Regions from separate parts of the Danio rerio genome. Here region 2 is linked to region 1. A link is a contact called in public HiChIP or PLAC-seq data. All regions are on one chromosome and are shown on one strand. Each heading gives the region's core, a stretch centred on a gene start, on an enhancer-like site or on the middle of the called end of the contact. The rest is flanking DNA. Distances are from core to core; before and after follow the strand shown. Region 1 holds the start of lin7c (lin-7 homolog C (C. elegans)). Region 2 overlaps LOC141375386 (a long non-coding RNA gene).

Region 1 (2,900 bases), core at 43-2,542:
AACAGCTATCGTAACACTATTTATCAATATGTGGAACATCTTGGACTCTTAGAATCTTTGGAAATTTAAATAAATTTTAATAAATTAAAAAACGGAAATATGTCAGGACCGTTGTTATTGTTTACATCCCTCAAAATTGTAAGAAGACGTTTAAATTTAACTTGAAAGCATGAATGTGATGTTGGAACACTTACCTCCCTTACGGCCTTGCAGAACTCGCTCTGCAAAACCCTCTGAAGGGCTTGCAGCTTCTGGGGTGGCACTTCCCCTGTTCTCTGGAGCTTGTCCAGCAGCTCAATGGCACGAGATATGTCTGTAGAATAACATATGTAAGACCAAGACCATGGATAATCATTTGCATCATGCCATCTGGAGATGTTGTCTGTGGCTAAACAGCTTTCCCTGATAAATAAAACAACAACACGGACCGCAGATAACATTTTAGCAAATCCTTTCTTTATGACAAATATTATTGTTGTTGTTGTTGTTATTAATATTGCGCCATATATTGTATGTAACGTTACTAGTATATAATTTAACGCTACCCAAAAGAAATAATGTTTGTAAATAAAAACTAAATAACTTAAGAATGAAATTATTTACTATTATAATGCTACTTACCGGTTTCTTCTTGATTTATACAGATACATGTAAATATTAAGATAAAAACAGACGGTCATAAATCAGAGTTTTAGCTGATCTACTAGCCTAAGTTAACTCTACTGTGTATTAAAGCTTCAGTTAAACTCAAAATAAGTTGCTGACTATTAGGACGTCACTGAAAGACTTTACTAACCCCTAGAAATACTCAGATGCACTGATCTCTGACCTGAAGTGCCCATGCTAACAGAGCTCACAAAAGATTAACGCTTTTGACAGCTACCCTCGTGTTTTCCTTTCGTTGAACGTAAACTCACCGCTTTAACGACATATAAATGTCCGTATTGCACATTTTATACGTTTTGTGAACGTAGTTTAGTTTATAGAAAAACGTGTATGATCTCGAACGGTGAATTGATGCTAGCTCTCTGTCGAGCACTAATCCATCCTCACGAAGTGACAGCGGGAGAACAAAAAGCGTGATTTACACAACATCCTGCTTCACGTACGGCAGAAAGTGTCTCGGTGCGCGGCTTACCTCTTTCCAGACGTACAGGTTCTCCTAAAGAGGCCATTATAGCCCTGGTTGTTGAGTTTGCGTTTGGTGAAAGCTCCAGAGTTGCGACTCGGCGGCTGTGTTTGTTGCTGTTAGCTTGCTGAGCTTAAGCGTTGTGGCTAATGCACCGAGATTACGGATGAGCGTCAAGAGCGTCATTCCTGCGTTGCTTCCGCGCAGACACTTTGCATACCATAACAAACTGACTTTATTATGATTTTCTCAATGAAATTGGAATATATTATATATAATTTTAACATTAAACAATATATTTAAAGCAAATATGGACTGTTCGACTTGGTATTTTGTTTAGGACATCGAGTTTGACTGCATAAATTATTACAATTCAGATAGTAGACACGTGTAATAGGGCTGTTTTACTGTCAGTAATATGTTACTGGACTAGTTAAGAAAATAATGTTATGGCAGCTATACAGTGATATATGGTCAACAACATAACCCACGCTCAATTGGATAATGTATTAGCCAATCAGAATCCAAGGGCAGAAATATTTCCATACATTTTAAACCATATGAATGAATAGTTTATTCCAGGTAAGGAATGCATTTATATATGATGATTTATTTATTTATTTATTTATTAAATTTTTTTTTTACAATTCAGACTACAACTGTTTATTTTAGAAATCTTTAGGCACACTTTAGGGTATTATTTTTGGGTTATTTTGACATCAGATGATACATTTAAAAAACTTTAACAATGTTATCACATTACTATCAAGAAATATATGACTGTGTTTTCATTGTTGGTTCTGTTATATTAGTTACATGAAATATGTTTACTTATATATTATTTAAATAAAAATTATTTGTTGCTAATGCTAAAAAATGTTAAGATTAATTAATGCTTTAAAAATGTTTATTTTGTTGAAGTAATTAATGATAACAAATTACATATTTTTGTAAAACTATTTTTCTTAGAAAAAACATTTATAGAGGATACAAATACATATATATGACTTTGAAATATTAAATATTGATGACCAAACGGCACGTTTTTTTTTTTTATCAAGCAAAAATAATTGTTGTACTTTTGTATTTTTTTCTTTTTTTTTATATTTCCCAAATTATGTTTAACAGAGCAAAGAAAGTTTTACAGCATGTCTGATAATATATCTTTTTCTGGAGAAAGTCTTATTTGTCTTATTTTGGCTAGAATAAAAGAAACTTTTATTTAAAAAAATAATAAAATTTAAGGTCAAAATTATTAGCCCCTTTAAGCTATATATTTTTTGATATACAGAACAAACCATCATTATACAATAACTTGCCTAATTGCCTAGTTAAATTAACCTTGTTAAGCCTTTAAATATCACTTTAAGCTGTATTGAAGTGTATTGAAAAATATCTAGTAAAATATTATTTACTGTCATCATGGCAAAGATAAAATTAATCAGTTATTAGAAATGAGTTATTAAAACTATTATGTTTAGAAGTGTGTTGAAAAAATCTTCTTTCCATTAAACAAAAAATGGGGAAAGATTTTTATTTTATTTTTATTTATATATATTTTTCAAATTATGTTTAACAGGGAAAGGAAATTTTCACAGCATGTCTGATAATATTTTTTTCTTTTGGAGAAAGTCTTATTTGTTTTATTTAGGCTAGAATAAAAGCAGTTTAAAAAATTTTAAACACTATTTTATTTTCACCAAAATAAATCAGTTATTAGAAATTAGTTATTAAAACTATTATGTTTAGAAATGTGCTGAAGAAATCGGCT
Region 2 (2,778 bases), core at 245-2,744, 310 kb after region 1:
TCTGACAGTCTTGCTTTAGTGTCTCTGTCTACCTTTGAGCAAATGCTGTTTATTAAAAGTGCAGTATATAAGTTTGACACACAGTGGCTGAACTAGGTATTGCATGCCTGGTTCAAAACACACAAGCATAGGTTGCCTGACTGATGACCACAGCAGAAGTGTGCTCAAGCCTAAAGGCTGATTTAAGTTGTGTTCTATATAAAAGCAATGGCACATGATAGAAAGAATATTTTCCAAATTTAAAGGAGTTTTTGTTCTTACCAACCCCTGAAATGTATATTTTAGAGGCTTCTATTTTTTGTAGCTGTACAACAGGATAAACTTACGTTTACCTCAGGTACACCTCACATGCTTTATTCAGTGTTAAATGCTAGCAATGGAAGTTTGAATGCCATTTTACATAACATTTATTGCCGTACAACTGAAGGCAGCAGCAGATCACCCCAGATCTTGAAAATGAAATAAAAAATTTCTAAATTGAGCTTTAGAACTAAACACATATTAGTGATTCAGCATGTACATTTAATAATGATAAAGAGGTTTAATATGACTTAATTAGAATATAAACCTAACCATTTCGTTGGATGCAGTAAGTGCACTATTCTGTGCCTCTGAATGGCTGTATTTTAATTTTGGTCGTATTTTGTCTAGTGCAAACTGCCAAATTGCTTGTCACATAGCATGTTGAACGATGTAACCTGCTCACCTAATGTTTACGTTCGCACATTAACAGTATATTATTTGCTAATTATTAACCACCTCATGTGGAACTCTGCGTCTCATTGCGGAGGCTGTTACTGTTCACCGGAGGTTGCATTTCGATCACGGATGCACACTTTGAGAGCCTTCCTGGCTGACTGAATGAAATACGCTGTTTTCCAACAAGGCAACCTGGGATGCTGAAATATAATTGGCTAAATTGACATTGGGCGGATTTAAAGAACCAAAACAAAGACAGACGTTCCGGCATGTAACTTATTTCTAACTCACATTTTCAAAGCAGAATATTCGATTTTAGCATTGTTTATCAGATCAAAAAGAATGTTCACTTAACATGTTTCTTAAATATCTGCAAACGTATTATGGTATTTTATGCTTTAGAGAAGTCAAAAAATGACATACAGCACCTTTAAGAGAGCAACGGCAGACTTTTAGCATATATGCTACATATATTGAAAAAAAAAAGAAAAAATACCCCAATAACCAAAAACAGCATCTGGCATTTGCGCTTCTTCATTACAGGAAATGCTTTTAATTCCTAAAGTTTCACTTAGATGACATCATGGTGTTCTCCTTAACTCTGAATTACGTACAGTCAGGACAGAACTGTATTAATTTATTAGGAGGAGGCCTGTGTTTCACTGCATCTGCCAGGCCTTGTGTTGAGTCTGCAGCTCTCTTTTTTCCTGTGACAGAGGTGCAGTGTGTAAATATTATGACGGTTGGCTGTCAGGCTATGCCATGGGTGTGCTGGCACCACATGGTGTGAGTTATGCTGGGAGTGTGTGACGAGGTCAGCCCGATAATGGGGGGGTTTGCATTCCAGCTGTCTCTGCTGCAACTCCTTGCATGTGTCAGCCATAAACTTCCCTGGTGATCAGGACCTGAATGGTTAAAGGAATGTAGCTTGCTCAATGCAAAGTAAATTTCATTGGCATATAGTAAACATATTATTGATCTGATTGGGTCTATGTCTGTTCTCTAGTTGTCCCTCCAGGACATATTCATCTCATTTTAATTCACTAATTTAAATCAGGGTTAATATAATCAACTAAAACCATAGTAGAGCTCAGCGATATTGAAAAAAAAATCTGATATTGTGATAGTTCATTTTTCTGCGATAAATATTGTGATATGAATAAAAACTGTAAAGTCAAAATGAAAGTTTTCACAGCCAAAATTATCAGACAATAGCGTAAGCAAAATAATCTTATTTTCCCTTTGTAATGTAGTTATTTGGACTTGAAACAAGACAAAAACACCCCAAAAATCATACTATTTTGTGCCCTATTGTTTTAAAATCTTTTGAAATGCCCAGTCACAGCCCTAAAACACATGCAAACAATAAACCTTCACTCTGTCATTGTTAAACGTAGGCTGTGACTCTACAAATCACATGTTTCTGGCCCCTGGTTAACTAGAATTCAGACTCAACATTGCATATTTTGCTATGCTAAAACGATATATCGCGCAGCTCCCTAATCCAGTTTAGTTTTTAAAAAATATATAATATTTTTAAAAATGTATAAAAAAAACAACACTTTTCTGCGACAATAGCCTAGTGGTTAAGTGCGTCGACACTGTGGTGCTCATGACAACCTAAATTGTTTCCTGACTTGAAGTCCTCTGCTGATCTTCCCCTTTTTCTCTGCCTTCCACTCATTCCTGTTTCCAATGTCCGATTAATTACATTTAAATTAAATAAAAAACGAGAGATGGCTGTAGTGTATAAGTGTGTGTTTGTGTGAAAGAGAGAGTGTATGGGTGTTGTTTGTGCAGACTCAGTGCTGGGTTGCGACAGGAATGACATACTCTGGCAAAACATATGGAGTATCATGACCATACTATTACTCAGTCAAAGACCTATAAGTACTTCGGCATTTACATTGACACTTCTTTTACATGGAAAACACACATAGAGTGTGTTTGTTCTCGTGTACACTACATATTGTATGTTTTTACGGAAGTTACGTCGTTTTGGAGTTAACAAGAAGCTTATGATGTGGTTTTATGAAGCTGTTCTTGAAAGCATCATCAGGTATGGTATCACTGTGTGGT

What was found. HiChIP or PLAC-seq counts read pairs in DNA pulled down with a chosen protein or histone mark.
Region 2: a contact with region 1 is called in an H3K4me3 HiChIP or PLAC-seq map of embryo, with 5 times the contacts expected there. The contact joins the enhancer-like site here to the promoter of lin7c in region 1. A contact is called at or near these places in 4 of 18 Hi-C or Micro-C datasets (caudal fin, embryo, hematopoietic stem cells and 1 more) and 2 of 4 datasets of contacts at active chromatin or transcription factors (caudal fin and embryo).

The regions. Positions count from the first base shown.
Region 1 is chr7:31,967,692-31,970,591 of GRCz12tu, forward strand. It overlaps lin7c (lin-7 homolog C (C. elegans)), which reads right to left and starts at 1,293. Exons shown (of 5, transcript NM_001362514.1): 1 at 1,139-1,293; 2 at 195-313. The coding sequence starts at 1,175.
Region 2 is chr7:32,272,632-32,275,409 of GRCz12tu, forward strand. LOC141375386 (a long non-coding RNA gene) reads right to left here. Exons shown (of 3, transcript XR_012383341.1): 3 at 391-1,604. It also overlaps a transcript of mettl15 not described here. Among named protein-coding and RNA genes, the nearest start is that of lgr4, 140 kb to the right of the region's middle. Within about 2 kb of position 1,495, at least 12 of the 62 cell types and tissues checked have an H3K27ac peak or open chromatin away from gene starts, as enhancers often do.